Linked DNA regions of Macaca mulatta: region 2 is linked to region 1. Evidence: chromatin contacts called from public Hi-C data. All regions are on one chromosome and are shown on one strand. Each heading gives the region's core, a stretch centred on a gene start, on an enhancer-like site or on the middle of the called end of the contact. The rest is flanking DNA. Distances are from core to core; before and after follow the strand shown. Region 1 holds the start of LOC144340135. Region 2 holds the start of BTG3 (BTG anti-proliferation factor 3).

Region 1 (4,337 bases), core at 1,263-3,762:
CAGGAGAGAAGAGTTTTAAGAATAGCAAGTAAACAATGTGAAATGCCATAGAAAGGAAGACGATCATGAGAATTGAAAAGAATTTGTTTCAATTTTTTAAATTTAGTGATTTTAGAACAATTTCATTGAATCACTTTAAAAGAGTCCTTTTTTAAAGAATCCCTTTTATTTAAAAGATGGGTAGACTCCAAGATGCAAGATATTTTAGTCGTAGTTACCTAGAATGAGAAATTCGAAGAGAAAAAGCTCAGGCTTTTCTATTTCAATTAGTGCATCTCAAACTTCGATGAACATAGGAATCTCCGGGGGGTCTTGTTAAAGTGCAGGTATTGATTTAGGAAATCTCGAGTAGGGCCTGAGATTATACATTTCTAACAGAAACCAGGTAATGTCAATGTTGCTGGTTCATCTACTAAAATAGGTGGCAAGGACACAGATCGCTCCTGCGAGGCACAGATGCCATCATTAGAGTGCTAATTTGGTCCAGAAGTTTCCAAGATCTATGGAGTCTATTCCTACCATCAGTTCAAGAATGCCTACATGTAGACTGACAGGCCAGCCCTCTTTCTATTTGAGTGCGACCAGAACACGCGCATATGATGCTGTAAAAAATAACATTGATCTTCGCTCAGTAGCCTTGGGTTCAATCCCCAGCCTGCTTCTAACCAACTGCGATAACCTGGGTTAATTACTCCTAGGCTGCAAAATGAGAGAACAGTTCCTGTTTCTCCTCTGTAGGTTCCCGTAAAGACTACAATAGAAAACGTAAGGGAAAGTACTGCATGAACCATACCCCCAAAACACCAGAATAGCTAAAATAAAAGTCAAGCAAAGAGTTTGAGAACCAAGCAGGACCTAAAAATAAGAGGTGGGGCTCGGGGTTTTCCCCGTGGGCGTTGAGGGATGTACCATATGGGGGGGACGCCCCACAACAAATAACCTATTTTAAAAGCTTCTGTATTTGAAATCATGCCTCTATCATGACACCTGAATATGAACTTTTCCTTCGTTAGTTACTTCAACTGGCACTTAACTATAAGTTCAGAGACAGTATTATGCTTCTTTCTCCTGAAGTCAAAGTGCCACCCACGCACCTCGCCCTTTCTCCCATCCACCCGCGGTTTTCCTACCCCCGCCGCCTGCGGCCCCCGCCCCGGGGCAGTAGTTTGCACTGTGCTGAAGGGAGAGGTGGAACGGATTCGTCTATCTACGCACCTCGACGAGGGGGGTGTGAGGAGCTACGTTCCAGAGAACGGTAAGAAACTCCGGCCAGGACACACGGAATCACCGGAGAACTCGAGGCGAAGGTGCGGCGTCGGTGCAGGAGTGGAGGGGCGGGCCCGTAGCAGCCCTGCGAGCGCGCAGTTGTGCCCGCGGCCGCGCCACCCTCCCCGCAGCCTTCGCGGGATGGCGCCGGCGGGAGAGGGCGGGGCCAGGCGCGCGGCGGCCGCCTCTGCTGCGGCCGGAAACAATAGTGGAGGAACCCGAGCCGCGCGGAAAGGCGGTGGTGGCCCGCGGAGACGGACGGTAAAGACCCCGAACCCCTGCTCCTGTCCCACCTGAGCCCAGATCCCCCGTCCCATCGTGCCGCCTCCTTCGAGTTCCGAGCCCCGAGGCCCCTCGCGCTGCTGCGCGCCAGGCGCCCCGACGGACGGACCGACGGAGAGACTGACGTGGGTCCGCGACTCCCTGGGGGCGGCCGCGCGCCCGCAACGCTGAAGGACGGGCCAGGACCCGGCTCCCCGAGACCCTGAGGCTGGGCGGGCCGGCCGCCGTGGCCGTCGGACGCTTTCTTCCCTCTGGGAGGAATCCCGGAGCGATGGGACGAGTCTCTCCCGCCCGCTGGGCTCCAGGGTGCCGCGGTTCTCCCGGCTCCGGCTTGGGCCCCTCCGGCGGTGCCTGGCTGGTACCGTGAATCCGCCGCTCGGCCTTCGGTGTGGTTGCCCTGGACACGGCGGGACGCCCTCCCCAGGTGTTCGGTACCCACGTGCATTTTGCTGCCGCCGACCTCCGTTCGATGCGAAGCTTCGCAACTCCGAGTTCGCGAGGCGCATCTGAGGTTCCCCCAATGGAAGTTAGCAAAGCAGTGTCCCGTGCAGGTCGTTTTTCCTGTTTCTCACAGCGTTAACTAGGTTGACAGAACCTGGTAGCTGAAGAGGCCTCGCTGCTAAGCCCTGTGTCTGATTATTCGAGGTTGGGGGACGAAGGAGGAGGACTAGAATGCCCGCAAACCTCTCTCCTTCAGGTCCCCTTAACCCAATCAACTATAGGACAAAATAGACACTGACATAGTGTCACCTATGGCCTAGTTTTAAGTTTTACTAGCTTTGTGTCTTTGCACAGGAAAAGTGCAATGTTGAAGTGCAAGTATGGCGATGCTTGTTTGATGGAGCTTTTGCTTTAGACGAGCTGAACAGCATCCTTGTTTCCTAGAAGTTCCCCGAAAAGGAAACTACCCCAAAGGCAGGTTCTTGAATTGTGTAACTTTCCTTTTCTGTTTCTTAATAGGGGCACTATGAACGAAGAGGAGCAGTTTGTAAACATTGATTTGAATGATGACAACATTTGCAGTGTTTGTAAACTGGGAACAGACAAAGAAACACTCTCCTTCTGCCACATTTGTTTTGAGCTAAATATTGAGGGTAAGCACACGGTGTAGTTTTGATTTTACGGCATGAATTTAATACAGCTGCTTTATCCTGGTTGTAAGGTAAAACTAAAATATCTTCAATGATTGGAAATTGTGCTAAATATGAATAGTGTAGAGATTTGTTAAAGATAAGGTTTCTGGAAATGAAGGTGCAGTTAACAGAGTTACGAATTTAAGAGAAATCTTTGTTTTTTAAAGACCCCTGGAACAACCTCATTTTTCCTAATACAGAAATAAGTATGAGTGTTGATTGGGAAACGTGTTTTCTGGTTTGAGAGCTTATTGAATTGTCAGATTTTAACAGACGTGTGTGTTTTTCATATTAAGTAACATAATTTTTTTATTCTTTCAAGCCTATTATGCAAGTATTTGAGTGAGATAAGCCCGAACCCTTTTCTTACCAGTATGATCTTATTATCTGGAAAAATATTTTAAAATTTTTAGATTAACCTCTTTTCAGTGATCACACACACTGTTAGTAATTTTTGAAAACTGGAAAGGTTTTTAAAATTTTTTAATGGTGTCCCTAAGATATATGAAGAAAAATTCTCCAAATCCAAAAAAAAAAAAACACAGCCCTCTTAGAAGGTTGTATTTGGGTTGGTGCAGTTAGTGTCGTCATATTAAAATTGATTTTTGGTTTAGATATTTATGAGTCATACTAAAAAAAAAAACTTAATATTCTGGCCTGTAATTTGAGTTTTGAGTTGTTACATATCAGTAGAGAGACTTTATTAAACCTCCAGATTATGGACAGTTTCAAAATAGTTATTTCCTTTTTTCTGAATTATATATTTGAAATTTTTCATGATCTTTATTTTCTGTTCTGTAAGTATGGGGTATGAAATGTTCTTATAGTTTTAAAAAAATATAGTGGGGGATTATATACCTTGAAATTCCTGTTAGGACTTGTTATTCAGAAATTATTATAGTCACCAAACAGTATGTGATGGAAGATTATGGATTTCTTGTGTATTACATAGAATATCTATAACTTTGGCTTTAATAAATGTAGTGATTATAGCTAATTTCAAAAGATGATATAACAGGAACAGCGGTGTAGTCCTACAATTTCAGCTACTCCAGAGGTTGAGGTGACAGGATTGCTTGAGCCTAGGAGTTCAAGTCCAGTTTGGGCAGCATAGCAAGACCCCATCTCTAAAAGAATAAATAAAAATAAAAGGATAACTTAAAAATAAGTTTATTTTACAGTACTTAAATCATGCTAGGGTTAAAATCTGAATTTATGTTCTTTGAAAATAGAGGTGGCTTGTATATTGTTGATACATTGTAGAATTTTAATTTTAGATGGGTAAAGACATTAGAAATTATCTAGTCCAACCCCGTATTTTACCTTTAAGGAAACAGCCAAAAAGTTGGACTGCCCAGGGTTGCTGTAGTGGTGATGGCAACCTGTTGTTATGTGCCAGGCACTGTGCTAAACCCCTTATGTGGATTATCTTATTTAACTCAAGATAGCTTTGGAATGACTACTGTCATTTTCTATTTTCAATGTGATAGAGCTGAAACTTGGAGACCTAAGAAATACAGTTTGAAGTCACACAGCTCATAACTGACGATCCTGGACTAAAGCTTGACAGTCTGGTTCTAGTATATGTAATCTTAATACCATTGATCTACTGTCAATAGTTATTTTATATCAATAGGGCTAATGTTCTAATCCTAA
Region 2 (4,519 bases), core at 6-2,505, 220 kb after region 1:
GCTCCCAGGCCTAGTGGGCAGTAAGGAATCTGGCCAATATATGTATAACTTGAACATTCAGTTCTCAAGTAATTTACAACGTGTTTTAGCCCTCTTTTAAAAATCACAATAAAAAGGTAGGAATATCTTGTATTCCTCCCGCCAGTTGGACGTATGAAAGTGCTTTCCCAAAAACTAAGACCATGGTGCTAACTCAATATAAAAGGTTGACAAAAATGTTCCTTCTTTTCTTCAGAAAGTTAATGTTCCCTCTCCATATTTGTATTTGCTCAAAGATGAAGGTTTCCATCTGGGAAGTCCTTGAGTAGAGTGGCTCAGAAATAGAAAGCCTGGACTCTCAAGGCTTCATTCCTTTAGCCAACATCCTTGGAACCTCTCCTTTGTGCAAAACACAGTGGCCGGTGCCAGGGCAGCACACAAGCGTCCACAGGAGGCAGTCCCTGCTGTGACGGGCCAGGGAAGGGCCCAACTAGGAGTGCCAACAACCGCCTAAAATACGGCAGGGCGGCTGCACGGTGAACGCGCGTGTAATTAACTACAGCAAGAAGGATGAGGATCTGTCCATAAATGCAAAGTCCCCCTTCCCGTCGAGTCCGTGCCCCCATGAAACCCCGGGTCTAGAGAGCTGGGTCTAGCACTCGCCATCCGGCCCTGAGGGTGTCAAGTGCAGCGTGGAGAGACCTGAGGGGGAAAACAAAAGGCCGAGACAGCCGAAAGGACCCAGCCCGCGCGACCCCCCGAAGGCGCTGACGCACGTAGGGCGGCCGGGCGGGGGTTCCACAGGCCCTCAGCGCCGCTCTTTGCCGGGGAGGGAAGCCCGCGGTGCTACGGACCGCGCCGTCGCGGTCGAGGATCTGCGCCTGGCTCATGACAGGGCGAGGGTGTGTCGCCTCCGGTGCGGCTAGGCCCGGGGCTCAGGGGCGTCCTCGCGGCGAAGCCCCGCCCCCGGCACCGCCCCTCAGGCGCGCGAGCCGATCCCGCGCGGCGCCAACCCTTTCCCGGGTCATCGCCCCTCCCCTCTTCCGGGCCGCGAGCCCCCTGCGCGCCGCTTTGGGGCTGAGCTCGCTCGTGTGCGCGCTCGCCCGCCCGCCAGTCCTCTCAACGCGCGCTTGGCCGCCCGACGACGCGGGAGCCGCACGCGCCGGACGAGGCTCGCTGCGCTCCCTGTTGCCGAGCGCGGGCCCGTTGAGGCGGAGCCCTCAGTTCCCGGCCAGGACACGGTCTGGGCCGCCGAATCTCCGGCCGGAGAGCGGCGGCGGCAGCGGCGGTGAGGAGACCGGGCCGGGGAAAGGCAGACATGGCGGGGCTGTGGGTATCGGGGGAGGGTGGTCCCGGCGCCCCTGCGGCCACGTCGAAGGCTCGCTGGCGGGCGGCGCACCGGGGACAGGGGAGGGGCAGGGGATGGAACCAGGTTGCATGGGCTCCCGCTCGGCGCCAGAGCAGGGCTGCGGGCCGCGAGGGCGGCCCGCGAGGCTTTCCGCGGGACCCTCGGCGGGCGCCTGAGGAAAAAGACGCCGCCTCAAGGCTCCTGCCACGTTTCCACAGCGCGTTATCTTCCGCCTCCGGGTGGGCGACAGCCCCGCCGCTTCCCACCTTCTGCCCACCCCCTTCGCGTCGGTGGGTTTGCTGGAGCCCCGCTTGTTTGCTGGAGCGTCGCGCCTCCGGGAAGCCGGGTCCTCGAACCCTGGGCCCCCCGCCGGGGACAGCGGAGCCGCGGGCCGGCGGGGCGGGCGCACCCTGGCGAGGATGTTGTCGGGGAGGCTGGGCATTGGCCGCCAGGGCCCTTCCCCTTGAACTTGGGGAAAACCGGGATTGCAGAAGTTGGGCGCAGCTCAAGGCGGTTCTTTCAAGAGTGGGTGGAGATGTGTGATGCCTCCTCACCTACCTCTCTTAAAACCCCGGCGGGAGAGCCTAGCAGCAGCTTTCGATGGCTTCCAAAAGTCCAACTCCTGGCCCCTTGGAAAATTATCTCCCCTGTTCGTGGTTTGGAGCCGGCTTTGTGGCGCCGCCGAGGCCGGGCAGGGGCTCCCCTCCCCACGGGCCAGTCTTCTCGCGCCCTCCACCTTGGGAACGTCTATCAGGAGAAAAATGTGTTCCTAGAAACGTTTGCGATTAGCTTTTCGTTACAAGGGAGGGAAAAGTACAAAGTTATAAACTCCTGCGAGGCCGAGCTTCATTCCTTTTGGGTTTTATCCACGCAGCCGTGAGCAGAGGAGCCTTGTGGAACAAAGTAGAACTTGAGGAGCAGCCGCCGCGGTGACGAGGTCCCAGGATGACGTCACCGTGCGATATTTAAAATGGGAGCCTTTTGCTCTGAGTGTGGGTGGAGGACGCCTACTCACTCAAGACGCCTCAGGTCTTCTTGGCCCTGCTTGCCTCTGGTGGTTCTCTCCCTGACTGTAACTCTCCCTCTTTCACCTTTTGGTGCTCCTAGAATATTGGTGGGAGTGGGCTTCTTTTTCAGCTGTTCCAGCCATCATTTCTTCAAACGGGGAAAACAAAGTCCAAATGAGTCATCTTGTGTTACAACCAAAAGCAACCACTAAGTGGTTCTTTCCTTCGTATTTTTTTTTTTTATATGAAGCAGAGCAAACAAAAATGCAGAACTCAGATATATGGCACATAGTTGGCAAATGTAATGAATGAGGAGAATGATCTAGTTAAAGATTCAGTAAATTTCTTTAGTGTGGTTCCTTGTTTGCTTTGCTGGAGTGGAGGCTAATGTAGTTCCATCAGCAAAACTTTCTTCCCAACCCGTATGTTAAATTGCCTTGGGGTTTCTTTTCCATCGTATGGTGGTGGAATATAAATGTAGCTTTATAAAGTGGAAATGGCTCACATTTTTCAGGAGGAGGCTGCACAGCAGTCGTGGTGAGCTGGGGTTATGGGGTTATGTGTACTTGCACACTCGTGTGTGGACCCATGCCCAGTGCCTGGTAGCTGGCTGTAGAAGGTGAATTTGTCATTCTAGGGTTCTGGAAGGAAGATTTGTGCCTTCCCCTCCAGGATCAGGCTATCTGTGGCTGCCAGCACACCTCTCAGATAACTGTGTAGAATTTATTTCACAGTGAGGTTCCTTGTTTGAATTTGCACTTGGAGTAAAGGAGTCACATTCTGAAGAGAGACTTGAGCAGTTTGAGAGAAGAAAGCTAACAATCAGCTTTATTTTTTTTTGAAATGTGGGAACACAGACTACTGCTAGGTTAGTCGTTTTTATGCTAAACATAGCAGAGGCTCTGTGTCTTTAATACGTAATTGGCTCCCTAAAAAGGTGATGTTGCTTACTGAATGCAGCATCTTAATAACTCCAGGTTACAGCAGCCAGATGAATGAGCTCACTGAGTAGAGACAGAACATACATCAAAACAATCTTAGGACAAGGGTTTGCCTTTAAGGATAAATCAATGGTAAATCAGATATACCATTTTTAAAGTCCTTTGAGGCAATCCAAAATGTAGCTAAATCTCTGATTATTTTTTTAGTTTGTTTTTCTGTGGGTGACTTGAATTTCCATTTCTTAAATATGTCCTGATAGAGCCACTATTTTCTGTGTCTCTTAACTTCTGGATAAATGTGTCTCTCCCTGAAAGAGTACTTACGGAAAGTCAATGCTGAAATTTTTTATGTATAACACTTTTGAGGTTTAATTTATATACCAGACAATTCACCCATTTAAAATGTATAGTTCAGTGGTTTTAGTGTATTCACAAAGTTGTACAACCATTACTATAGTGAAATTTAGTATATATTTTTATCACCCCACAAAGTAACTCTGTACTTATTAGCAATGCTCCTTTTCTTGTCATCCCACTTACCCCTAGGCCACTAATCTGTTTTCTGTCTATATAGATTTGATTATTCTGGATATTTCAGATCAATGGAATCGTACAATATGTGGTCATTTGTGACTGACTTCTTTCCCTTAGTTTGATGTATTCAAGGTGCATCCATGTTGCAGCTTATATTAGTACTCATTCCTTTTAATTGCTGAATAATATTCCATTACATGTGTATACCGCAGTGTTTGTCCATTCTTTAGTTTGTAAACATAGTAGATTGTTTTTACTTTTTAGCTATTATGAATACTGCTGTGGGCATTTCTGTATTCAAGGTTCACCCATATTGTAGCTTGTATTAGTACTCATTCCTTTTCATTGCTGAGTAATATTCCATACATGTGTGTACCACAGTATTTGTCCATTCCTTAGTTGGTAGGCATATTGCTTGTTTTCACTTTTTAGTTATTATGAATACTGCTATGGGCATTTCTGTACAAGATTTTGGTGTGGACATGTGTTTTCATTTCTCTTGGGCAAATAGTTAGAAGTAGAATTGACCGCGTCATATGATAACTCTATGTTTAACCTTTTTAGGAACTGCCGAACTTTTCTGTTATAAAACGACTCTACAGTTCTAGATTTTAAAGTAGACTTTTTTTATGTTTTAAAGTTCAAATCATTTCACAGAATTTTAAACTTAGATTATCGCAGCTAAATATTGACACACAGTAAAATCTGTG

Evidence for each region. Hi-C and Micro-C count contacts between places; a contact is called where the count stands out from the background.
Region 2: a Hi-C map of fetal cortical plate shows a contact between it and region 1, with 1.7 times the contacts expected there. The contact joins the promoter of BTG3 here to the promoter of LOC144340135 in region 1. A contact is called at or near these places in 2 of 14 Hi-C or Micro-C datasets (fetal cortex germinal zone and fetal cortical plate).

The regions. Positions count from the first base shown.
Region 1 is chr3:29,910,074-29,914,410 of T2T-MMU8v2.0, forward strand. LOC144340135 reads right to left here and starts at 2,513. Exons shown (of 5, transcript XM_077997931.1): 1 at 1,216-2,513. The coding sequence starts at 1,993. C3H21orf91 (chromosome 3 C21orf91 homolog) reads left to right here and starts at 1,450. Exons shown (of 5, transcript NM_001194344.2): 1 at 1,450-1,527; 2 at 2,509-2,642. The coding sequence starts at 2,516.
Region 2 is chr3:30,126,558-30,131,076 of T2T-MMU8v2.0, forward strand. It overlaps BTG3 (BTG anti-proliferation factor 3), which reads left to right and starts at 1,256. Exons shown (of 5, transcript NM_001266041.1): 1 at 1,256-1,267. The region is part of intron 7 of CXADR (CXADR Ig-like cell adhesion molecule); the gene reads right to left.